Linked DNA regions of Anas platyrhynchos: region 1 is linked to region 2. The links are chromatin contacts, called in public Hi-C maps. All regions are on one chromosome and are shown on one strand. The core of a region is the stretch at or near the end of the contact, and the rest is flanking DNA. Distances in the headings are between cores, read along the strand shown. Region 1 overlaps ME3 (malic enzyme 3). Region 2 has its middle 26 kb from the start of FZD4.

Region 1 (5,976 bases), core at 1,289-3,788, 160 kb before region 2:
CGTTCTTCTCCTGTGGTAGGGAGAAGGAAGCACACATATCAGTGATCTACTCAAAGAGATCACATTCCCCGTCAAATTACCTTAGGAAAGGATTCATTTCCTTCCCACTCACTCAAGCCTCCATGAAAATATCCCACAGCCAACACACCTTTGGGGGCTTGGGGGCTGAGGTATACTCAGCTCAAAGCTACTGGCATAGAGTCACAGAACAGCTTGGGTTGGAAGGGACCTTAAAGATCATCTAGTTCCAACCCCACTGTCCTTCAGTCCCAGAATCAGAAGAGGAAACAAAAGGGAAGGGGGGTGAAAGGGCCATCATGCTCAACCCCTTACCACAAAATAAGCTGCACTTAGGTCTCCCTGAATAGACCTTTGCTTTAGCCCTAACAGTCTCCTACCTTACAAAATTCATATTGCCCATTCAGTTCACTCCAGACTTTCTTTTTGTCCAACCCTCACTGCAGTGAAGCTCAAAACTTCCAATTGTGTTTCCCACAGCCACAAAATACAATTTATCCCATAGTGTTACTACATTTTATACATCTGAAGACCACTGTCATGTCACCCTCACTCATGTCATGTCACCGTCTGGCCAGGAGGGCCACATCTTTTCTGCAAACACAGTGCCCCAGTTAAGGCACAGCACCCACGCAATGCGACAGGACAAAGAGAGGAAAAGGTTTACTAAACGTGTCTTGCAAGTGACACCACAGTCTATACATCCTAGTATGAAGACTGTTGTTTTTTCCACAACAGTATGACATTAGTGTCTTGTGTTTGGTATGAGATCCATCATACCACACCCTCTAGTTTCCTGCAGAACTGCTCTCTGGCTGGGTTTCTTTCCTCATTCTGAGCTTGCGTTGTTAATTATTGCAAATCAACTTTGCATGTATGCTTTTTTTCACTTAATTTCTCCAGTTTGTGCAAATTATTTTGAATTCTAGTTCTGCCCTCTGATGTGCTCACAGACCCTCCAGAGCTCATTACCATCGTCAAGTGTAATAAGCAAATGCAATGTTCAATTGCTTAACTTCAGAAATAACTGCTAACTTTGAGCCTAAAATATGCAAAAAGCAGTAAAAAGCAGAGAAAAAGAGACCTCTTTTATATCACTGCTAGCATCTGAATTTCTAACAACTTACTTAGAGGAATAATTTCTCAACTTCTGTGTTCTAGCACAACAAAGTGTGTGGGAGCATGATGGGAGGTTCCTTCAGTTTCAGTAAATTCAGGAAAGGGAAGCATTGCTTTCAGTACCAACAGCATTCACATGATCTCAAGCAGCAGTCACCATCAGCATCTGATAAATGCACATTGCTTAACCCTCCCCAGTGCATGAAGGCCTGGAGAGAGAGGTAGGTAGAGTCATATGGAAACTGTAGTTTGCTTTACTTTGTGAGTCAAGATCATTATAAAAGTATAAAAATGAGGTGTTTTTATACTTTTGTAAAAGAATTTAAAAAGTTGCACACTTCAGTGCTTGTTTCCACTTCTCCCTCTGTCTCAGGGCTGCCACTGCTGCCTGTTCAGTGCCTGGCTCTAGAGGCACAGCACTCACACATCAGCCCTGGCCTCACCTCCTCAGCTCCATTCCTCCAACCTGTAAGCAAAGCTCTGTGCTACACTCTGATTCAAGCAGAGACTATAATGGACTGTACTTCTTCCCGGAGCCAAGGTTTACAACCCTATAGCCTTCCAAACCCATCTCATGTGACTCCAAATATTTTTTGACCATTTTTGATTTGACCATCAAGTTTTAGCTTTAACAATGTCCAGAGTTTCATGGGGTTTAAAAACAAATACAAGGTTTTGCAGGTCCACTTCTGAAACTATCTCACACTTGTGTGTGTGTGTGTGTGAAAGGGCAGCAACAAATATGTTTAGAAGCCTCACTTTATGATGAGTCACAACAGGATTTTTATTGCACCGAAGTGAGAGACATAGCTAAAACATCTGAATACTTCAGATTTCTGTGTTCCATGGCGTAGGAAGAAATTTGCAAACAAATCAGGTACCTTACCAAACAAAGGACAGAGCTGGGTCAGGGCAGGTCAAATAGCTAAACCTCGCTTTTCAAGCCAAACTGATCTGAATTCAAACCAGTGATGTCCAATTCTGTAATTTACAGCTTAGTAGTATCTCCCACTGGAATGTCAAAACAGCAAGTCAATGCATAGTCCAGTGTTTTCACATTTCCCTAATGGAGCTATTCACATGCTGAACAAAGCCTGAAAGGAAGCAGGGTAGGGGAAAAAAAGTATGAATCTCACTAAATATTCAGTATTTAAAATGCAGGTCAGAGAACACAATTGAGTTTAATTAGAAAAATAAAATGGGATCCTGCATGTTAATGCACTTGCTCACTGCTTGGGTTCATTTCAAAGTGTTTCTATTTGATTGTCCTTGGAGACATTTGTGTTTGTATGTAACAAAGAAGATAAAAAATGACAGGAAATGTTTGTTCTGGGTGTATCTGTGTAAATCTGCTTGCAGCAAAGATATTATTGCAGCCCTCCATTACAGCACTGAGTTCATGAAACAGGAATGGTTGGACACCCAGTGCTGCACGAACCCTCTTTCCTGGAAAGCCCTTACCAACTTGCATCTATAGCAAAATTAAGTTTCCAGTGCACTGGCTTTTGGCTTCCACAACTTCAGAAAACAGTGTGAGAATTAGAGCAGTAATACAGACCTGTGCCACCACATGCCTGGAAATAAACTTTCCTTTGAAGAAATAAAAATTAAAAAGAAAACACCACAAAACCAAAACTGAAAAAAAGGCTTTTCAGTTCTTGCGGGCCAATTCCCTGCTGAAATGCACACAAGCAGTCATGGCAGGCTTAAAAAATAAAACTACATGCTTTTTATCATTACAATAATATCATTTCTGGAAATCATTCCATGAAATACTGGAAGGAGAAAGTCCTACAAATGTGAGGCATATCAACATAAAGCTGATCAGCTACTCCTGTTGATGTTACCTGAGTATGACTATAGAGAAACAAATTGAATATCATTCCTATAAATATTTTTTCCCAACCCTCTACTGCTCTTCACTATCATCTTTACAAAAGTTATCTTATTTACAAAAGTTATCATAAGACATAAGCCAGCAATTCTTACAGCTTGATTTAATACAATTTCTGTAATCAATAAATAAGGATCTGTTATGCTTCTATTTCCTTCAATTTCTGACTTCTTTGGAAAAAGACAGGGAGCAGAAATCACAGCTGCATTTAACACTATGAAATGAGTCAAGAAATAGTTTCAGCTATTTCAAGCCAGAACTGACCTGAAGGGAAAATATGAGAGGCTGGTTCTTAGTATCTGTATGAAAGATTGCTCTCTTTCCTTGACTGCAGACACATTATAAAAAAATACACATATGGGTACAAGGAAAAGAAATGAAATAATGACTTAAAGCAAACAATATCTGTCTAGGTTTGCAGCTGATCTGGAAAATAGACCAACAGGAATGGTCTGAAAAATCTGTTTTCAGAGTACTCCTGTTTTCCTGTTGCCTGTCTAGTTCAAAAGTTTCAATGCTAAACTAATGCATTGCTTCTCAAATTTTCCACATGGAGATCTCCGTGTCCACACCAAGACCTTTCCTGGTTGTCTTCTGTCTTCCTATTTGCACAGTGCAGGAAGGGATGGAGAGTTGGAATCGCAGTGCTGATGCACGCAAAGAATTGATTGGAATCAAAACAGATTATGAATAGGAGATTGACCATGGAGATACTTATTATTTCAGCTCAGTGAAATGCAAATATACCAAGAGGCAGCAAACATACACACACGGACAATAAGCTCATTAGCAGCAAATGTAAGATGTAAATCAGATTTCAGAAGAAACCTTCAAATCCATTTTAAGGAATTACCCACAGATCATAGAATATCCTGAGCTGGAAGGGACTCACAAGGATCATTGAGTCCAACTCCTGACTCCACACAACACCACACAAAATCAGACCCTATGCCTCAGAGCGCTGTCCAAACACTTCTTGAACACCAGCAGGCTCAGTGCTGTGACCCTGGGAAGCATGTCCCAGTGCCTGATCACCCTCTGGGTGCAGAACCTTTTCCTAACCCCCAGCCTGATCCTCCCCTGTCCCAGCTCCATGCTGTTCCCTCGGGTCCTGTCACTGTCCCCAGAGAGCAGAGCTCAGCGCCTGCCCCTCCGCTCCCCTCGTGAGGGAGCTGCAGGCCGCCATGAGGCCTCCCCTCAGCCTGTTCTTCTCCTTTAGATATAGACATAAAAATTAAATACACATATCAGAGAAACATATTGGGGTGAACATCAAGAAGAACACGATCTTCACTTCTACATGACTGCCTCAACCTCAAAAGCAAACGTGAGGCTGGGATATGGACAAGGGATTGTCCTGTTTTGTGTAACAGCCACTTGTATCATGGTCAGCATACGGTCCATGGAAGTCTTAGCTTGTGTTGCTTCATCCTGGAAAAAGCTTGCTTACTGAAATAACTGAAGCCCCACTTCAATGCATTTGGTCAGCAGTGGTGGTTGGCTCATTCCCCTAGGTGTGACCCAACACCTTGGGAGGGTCCATTGCTTGCTGGTGTCCTACCCATGATGAGTACATTGTGGAAACAGCCACAGAGACCTTTCTGAGTTTTAATTTAGAGGACGACTCATCCTAGACAAGATCAGATGCAGCTAAAGGCTTTCCATGAAGGCCATTCCCTTCCCACACAGACTTCGCACACTTGAGATGCCTCAGAAAGGACTCAACCAAGGCTTAAAACTCTGCTTCCCATCTTCTTCCCCTCATTCTCTCCTGTGGTCACCAATAAATCCCATGACATTGGAGGAATCATCTCAGACACCACAAGGGAAATCCCAACTGGATTTGCCTAGCTGCTTCCCAGGATAGACTCACAGAGCTGAGGCTCTCTCCAGGCACCCTCATCAGCTCACTCTTCAGATAAGCAAAATAAAACCTGAGAGAGATGTTAACCACCTCATTTGAGTCAAGCCTTATCAAAGGGTACTGGCCTAAGCAAAATCAGAATCTGCTTCTACATCCCTCCCCTCCTCATTTATGACTGAGGATTTTATTTGGCTTGCAGATGACTGCATTCTTGTACTCTCTCTGTATAAGAGAAGTTCCCCTGCCTGCCCATACTGATGTACAGCTGTGGTTCAGGACAGATTTCACTCACCAGCAGCACAGCAGGAATCTGATGACTGCATTTTTCCTTCCCAAATGGAAGACAAAAGCTACCAAGTGTTTCTGCCGCTTTGAACCTTGCAGACAAACTGAGAAAAAAAAATCTCATTACTTTGGACATATTTTACCTCCTGCAAAGGGTGAAACAGGTCAAGTGCAGAGACAGTTAAGAAAAAGGCACGAAAAATAAATAAATAAATATAAATAAATAAATAAATAAATAAATAAATAAATAAATAAATAAATCTACCCCACCCCTGTAAACTCGCTCAAGCCTAAAAGCCTAAAGCATTACCCAGCATTTCCAGAGATCTCCCACTATGGGGAGCTACAGACCACAGCGCCTTCAACTCACTCAGACTGGAAGAAAACAAGGAGGCTTTAAGACTTTAATACAGCAGGTAAGAGCTGGATGTTAGGGTTTCCTCCTGGAGAATGTATAACAAATGCTGTGGTGAACAGGGAGTCAAAAGAGATGCAAACCCACATACCAGAGCCAAACGGGTCCCCTGAGCAAGCTGCTGGCATGTCCAGTATTGCATATCCTGAAGACAGCCTCAGGTAGCTGATGCCCTGGAGGAATGTCAGCTCTTTCCTTCTTCATAAATGCTGCTGGCTCTTTGTGTGCTGCTCCTGATAGCGGAATTCCCTTCCCGACCCCCAGCAGGCGATCGGTTTAGGCATGTGCCCTGAATGGCAGCCTGCTATTCCAGCCAAAACAGGCTTTTTAAAATCGTTCACATTGACACCAGGTCGTGAGCAATTGCTAAGAAAAAATGAG
Region 2 (6,665 bases), core at 1,584-4,083:
TAACCTTTCAGACACAGTCCAATTTGTATGCTTGCCCTTACATCAGCAACTATTAAAATCAGCTGATCTGATAGATTTTCTCTAGCTCAAAAAGCAATGCAGAAAGAAAAGAGGCTGCTGCCTGCAGCAACACTGGGACTAGTCCCTTGAAGCAATGGTTTCTGCTTTATATTGTTGACCATTTCAGAAAGGAAAACATTACTATGTCACTACCAACCCCTTGGTGGCCACATGGAGATCAGAGCTGAGGATTTCTTTCCTACTGTTCCTCATCATATACACTAAATCTTGTTTTGTAAACATCAGGCTTAAGAAATACCAATCTAATGCTTAGAAATGACAAAGATCATTCTAAGTGGATGGATTATTAATATTGACTGAATGTTTTAAGAAAGGAAGCACTGAGGGTTCTTCAAGGACTCACACAGACTTGCAATCAGCTGCATCCTCTTTCTAATGTCCTCTGTGTAGCAAAGAGCAAAACCTCAATAAAAGGCCTAATAATAAAGCAAAATGTGTCCTGGCAGCACCATCCATTTCAGGGTATTCTTTTGGACTTAAACAGGGCTTTTAAGACACCACTTCAAATCGTGAACATTACACATGAATAGAAATAGAAATAGAATAGAATAGAATAGAATAGAATAGAATAGAATAGAACAGAACAGAACAGAACAGAACAGAACAGAACAGAACAGTTCATTTGGAAAGGGCCTTCAAAATTATAGTGTCTGCTTTATTCAGGAAGCCAAGTTTAAGATTCTCCTAAGAAAAATCCTGAAAAAACTAGTGCCCTAAATTCTTACCATAGGCATTATCAGTGAGGATCCTGAGCCACTTCAACTTGTGATTAAATTTGTGATCATAAATGAGTTGTGACTAGGTTCACGGTGCAGCTCTCTGTGCAAACACTCTACACAACCACAGACCTGGACATGGTCTTTTTAAACCCAACTTTTCCCCCTCAAACATCAAGATAAAGGATGTGATCAACTTGCTAGCAGATCTCTAACTCTGTTGCTTCTTGTGTATCCATCTAAAGAAGGCTAAGCATTCAGTCCAGATCTCCTTTTCTGAAAGAGCTCAACATAGGCAGGTGACTTAAGTGGCAGTCCCCCCTCAGCAAGTCACATTAGCTCCTTTGCCTCTTTACTGAGTATGGTTGGAAAATGTAATGGGGCAGGAGATTCAGACTGACAGTATGGCACAACCACTGGTTTAAAAGTTCCTCTCTTTGCCCTTTATTGCCTCATAATTGAAAACACAGTGGTGAAGACAGAACTTGTAGTCTAGATCCATCTCATACTGAATTCAGCTTCATTCTTTCTGTAGATTTTAATGAAGGTCATATCAGGTCCTGACAACATAAATATTCAACCTCTCAGGCTGTTTCGTGCTCTCAAGATTTTTTATTTTTTTTTTCCTCTTGTTTACCACGGAAAAACTAATCTGCTGAAGTACATATGAAATACAAAATGCTGCCAAATAGAAAAGGAATATTGAATGTTAGCTAATAACTGCTCCAAGGGCACTAGTCTGAATGATATACAAATTGCAATTATTGTATTCTCTTGCCACATGCCTTTGTACCTTAAAAACTAAGCTAGGAAAAAAAAATCCTTATAGTTTGTCCAATTATCACTTTGCATACCCTTCTTCTCTAATCAGTGATTGTATATTAGGTAGACAAAAAGTTTGTCACCATGCCAGCCCACTTGGAAAGCCCTTGGACAGGAAATACAGCCAGTGAGGGACAGAAGTTCATGAGAAAGGGTTTCCAACATTTTTCCAGCTGACAGGAAACTACAGTTACCGCAAAGGATTTCTTGACGTTTTCACTCCAAAACATAGGTCAACAGTCAGACACTCAGTTCATGACTCAGGCAAGAAAAATGTCAAACATCTGGCCCAAATCTATGCTATGAACGTGCTATAAAGAGTTCTGTGACCTTAACCTAAAGGCTCATCGGATTTACTTCTAAGGATGACAACTTTTGTTTGAAGAACAACCGTGTAGGAGCTTTCTGTGGTATTCTAGTTGCTGGGACTGAAGCAGTAATTCTGCTATCAACAGCAAATGGAGGAGTAATAGAATATATTTCTGTTTTGCATTACTTGAAAATAGAAAAATAGCCTTTATTTTTCCATTCATTCCATTGCATTAGGGCTTATTTTCCTCATTTTCTTGAAGTTTTGAATAAATAATGACAATGTAACAGTAGCAACAACAACTGCATAGAAGCTGAAGCTAGTAGGAGGACTTTTCATTTACATGGTAGGTGTTCACTTTCCTCGCAATCATTGTAATAGTAATCCAGTTCACAAACACATTTCACGACAGATTTTTTTAATAAACCCTGCTTCAAATGATGAAATATTCATTGTTGTTTTGCAAATAGAAGAATAAAAGGCATACCTGAGAACAGAAGCAATATTTGCTGTGCTAGAAAGCAGACCCAAAGCTCTTCTGAGAACGTCTGAATAAGAACAGGGCCCAGCACTGAGGCAGGATCCCTTAACATGCCCTCAATCCTGAAACATCTTTTAAGTAGAAGATAGGCTGAAATGCAGATATGATGAAGAAGTCACAGACAAATCTGTGTCAGCATCAGAACTAGATCTTGGAAGATAATCATGGAAGTCCATAGACATGGATATAGACCTGACACAGTGAAACCACATTAGCATAGGTCTCTTAAAATAGCTTTGTAACTATTCAGCTTGTTGATATTTGTCTAGCTGAGAATACAGAAATGCAAGCTCACATCTGCCTGTATGTGTCTGTGTGACATATCCATAAATCCCAGCCTCATGACTAACTGTTTAACTCATGCTGCTTCATCCAGAATGATGCAGAAACAAGTTATGGACATCATTCCTCACCATCCCTCACACACCAAGGCAAAGGAATGCAGGGGAGCAATTTTGATTTGCTCCCTACATTCAGGACTGATTCTCATCTACAGAACTGTGATTCTGAGGCATCTGGAGGAACAGCACTGTCACTTCGAAAAGGGCCTGTAAATCTGCCCGGCCATGGTCCATGCCTATCTCTCTTTCTTTTTGTGGCAGGATAGGAAGAGACAGTTGTAGTGGGCACTGGGATCCAGGGGCTGTGTGATTTTTAAATTCTGATGCATTCTTTTATGCATAATCAACTAGTGTTTTGATAATCGATTCTTAATTACTGGAAGAAATACCTGTAAAATATCTTTAGGTAGTGCATTTCAGGCCATTACTGTAGCCACCCTGTGAGCCTTTCTTTATGCAACACGGCTTTGTTTTGATTTTTGTGGGTTTTAGCCATATCTCTTCAAGCAAATTCATTTCTTTCCCCTTGTTTCTGCTTCTCAGAGAAACCCCTTCCATGGGGGGGCTTGTCAATGGTTTTCCCTGTCCTGGTGATGGAAATGCCTTTCTTACATTAGTTACCCTTAATTTCCTTCACAAATCAGAGCAGAGCTGAAGTCTGGGGGGGGGGGGGGAGCGTTCATTCAGCAGCAGGCTTTGTGCTGGTTAGAATATAGCATTTAATGCAAACATAAATGTAAATAGGGCAGACTCAGGAATTTGTTTTGAATGTGTATATTGTTCAAGATGAAAATATTCCCATGGGAACCAGTGCATCAGCTGTTTTCAGCCTGACAGGGAAATGCAATTTGGATGAGAACAGGTGGAATTCTTCCCAGCGTGAGTCATTTTTTCTTTGGCTCCCCTTACTGTCATTGGTACAGATCCGAATGCAACACACACTATTCCTTTTAGTTCTTTGTTTTGCTCTGAACCCAGTCAACTGGGCAACATGCAGGATGACTAAGCTGGCAGAGAGGACTGTATTTTTCAAGGGTGTTGATTTTGGCTGAAAATGAACTATCTTAGTTTTGTCTCTTTGCTCTAATAAAATACAGATGGGTAACTTGGGCTGCAGATAATGCTTTTTTTTCTCAAGCAACGAAGAAAAACTCCATTCGTCTATCCATTGTGAGTGCTGTTCCTACAGGTTAGAAGAAGGAAAACAAAAATATAAAGTAGAAACAATATTATTCAATCTTTCCTAAATTGTCAAAATCTGATAAAAACTTGAAAGTCAGATTAAGATCTGGCTTCACTAAACATCAGGAGTGTCTGCATGTGATTTTTCATTTCAGGTGAATTCCAGGTCCTGGAGAGGCCGACAAATCCTGCATGGAGAAACAGATTAAATAAGTTAAGCATATCATGCTCCTTTGTTGTCTTCTCTGCTGTTCCCTTAATACTTTCTGCCAAAAAAGTTGGGAATAGTATAGATGTTATAGCATAGTACAAATGAGATTTAATGAAAAATATCTAACACAGCAAGACAGCCCAACCTCTAGGGCCAGCAGTCTCTCTTCAGCTGACTAGCCTGAGCATAGCCCTGTAAAAAGCTTGTTTCTTTATTGATTTTTCAAGCATGGAGATTCATCCCAGGAGAGAGGAGCAAGGAATATCATATATTCAAGTAGTTGTGAGGCAAACATAGGGAGGAGAGCTGCAGCATGAAGCTCCTTGTGCTTGTAGTTTCTGCATCTGACTCCTGCTGGCTCCCTCCTTTTCCTGCTCCCTCCCCTGAGGTATCTGAAACACAACAAAGCAAAGGCCCAGAATCTTCTTATGAAAAGAATTTTCTCCAGATTTTGAAGGGAAGTAGCATGTGAACGGTGAAAGCTCAGAATGCTTATAAAGTGAAGGTCCTTTGTTTTTTTCCTGGTGCAGAGTAGCAGGAAGCATTGGTAAATAGCACATCTTTTACTAGATGCTCCAAGAGCAGAGCAAGTGCTTTTAAGGAATCTTCCCTGACAGCAGCTTTTTTACAGAAATGATCTTCCCATTAAGAAGGAGTTTCCATCTGCTCTGTGTGATTTTCAGTGCAGAGCCTTGAGGCTGTTGTTGCAGTCAAGGTTCCCCTCTGCTTTGAAAGGTGTTTGTTTTGCCTGGATGAAAGATTGGAAACATTTGTGAACCGTGAGTATTTTCACAGGGCAAGATAAACATTTCCTGGCTAGCCTTAAATATACCTCACAGTTAGAGGTGAACTTTGACTCAAAAAAATCCCCTGGTCTGCAAGCACTAAGAATGGAGAAAACAAGTTCTTTTGTCCCAGTTCTATAGGTGGCAGACAGGTGCAGACTTTGAAAAACTCACCCCAAATTACACATCTATGCACAACTTGTAGGCTGCCAGGGACTTTTGTAGGTTGCCTCAGATTCAAGTATTGTACACCTGCAGCATGCTCCAGCCTATCTGAGAGGTTATATGTCAACAAACCCATGTCGATCTCTCACCCCATATGGGCAGCAGATGGGGAAATTGCTGCATGTGCTATGCTTAGAGCTGGCATCATACTTGCCTAGGAACTGTTGCAGAGAGGTGCCTGTGACAGCACTTGAACCTAATTCCCACCACAGAGCATCCCTGTATGAGCATCCTTCATATTCTTATAGATAGCATGAGTAGGTGTATAGGTCATGACCCATATTTAAAGTGAAAAGAAGTTTTATCCAACTACTAAAATGTTCAGAGTTTCACCAAAGTTCCAATTTCTCATCAGGATGAAACCAACACCTTCAAAGCTGGAACAGAAATAAATAAAAGCAGCTGCCATGGAAAGCCTTGAACTCTCTGGGTCTGTTACTGTGTATGTGGGAAATCTACATTTCAAAAATAAATGGGGAAAATATGTATTTATGTGTATACACTTGTATATATTAACACAAATCTTCTTCCAAACAGCTGAACTTACAGATGCAGGGATGCTGATATCTAAACCCAAAGTTGTTTTAACAGAGAATGACATGTCTGGATACAAATGTTCTCTCTGAACTTTTTCCCTCTTTCCAGAGTAAGTACACAGGCATATAAACCTCTGGTGAAACTCTGAAATTTGTTGTGGTTTAACCTGGCCAGCAGCTAAACACCACACAGCCGTTCACTCACCCTCCCCCACAGTGGGATGGAGAGAGACTCAGAAAAAAAGTAAAAGCTTGTGGGTTGAGATAAAGACAGTTTATTAGGACAGAAAAGAAAGAAAAACAAATCTTAATAATGATAATAGTACTGCTAATGTGTACAAAACAAGTGATGCACAATGCAATTGCTCACCACCCGCTGACCAACGTCCACCCAATGCCCAAGCAGCGATCCCTCCACACTCTGGTAATCTACTCCATATTAATTGCTCATCATGACATCAGATGGGATGGAATACCCCTTTGGCCACTTTGGGTCAGCTGCACTGGGTCTGTCCCATCACAACTCTTGCTGCACCCCCAGCCTGCCCACTGGCAGGACAGAGGGAGAAGCTGAAAAGTCCTTGGCTTGGTGTAGGCACTGCTCTGCAACAATTAAAAAATCAGTGTATTATCAACATTATTCTCATCCTAAATCCAAAACACAACACCCTACCAGCTACTAGCAGGAAAATTAACTCTATCTAGCCAAAACCAGGATAATTTTTTGTCCCGTTCTCTTCCATGTTGGCATTAGGGGGACTTGCTCTGAGCACAATGCATCTTGAACTGAGTTTGACAGTCCTTGGAACTTTTGTGTGAGCATTGTGGAAAATCCAACAGTAAGCTGGAAATACAACAAAACTAATAAAAACCCATACTTGTAATGGAAGAGAGCTACAAACTCTGTCAAAAGTT

The links. Hi-C and Micro-C count contacts between places; a contact is called where the count stands out from the background.
Region 1: a Hi-C map of skeletal muscle shows a contact between it and region 2, with 2.6 times the contacts expected there. The contact joins two enhancer-like sites. A contact is called at or near these places in 2 of 8 Hi-C or Micro-C datasets (skeletal muscle and subcutaneous adipose tissue).

Annotation. Positions count from the first base shown.
Region 1 is chr1:199,493,168-199,499,143 of IASCAAS_PekinDuck_T2T, reverse strand. The region is part of intron 1 of ME3 (malic enzyme 3); the gene reads right to left. Among named protein-coding and RNA genes, the nearest start is that of ME3, 39 kb to the right of the region's middle. Within about 2 kb of position 2,538, at least 1 of the 8 cell types and tissues checked has an H3K27ac peak or open chromatin away from gene starts, as enhancers often do.
Region 2 is chr1:199,336,774-199,343,438 of IASCAAS_PekinDuck_T2T, reverse strand. No RefSeq gene overlaps it. Among named protein-coding and RNA genes, the nearest start is that of FZD4, 26 kb to the right of the region's middle. Within about 2 kb of position 2,833, at least 2 of the 8 cell types and tissues checked have an H3K27ac peak or open chromatin away from gene starts, as enhancers often do.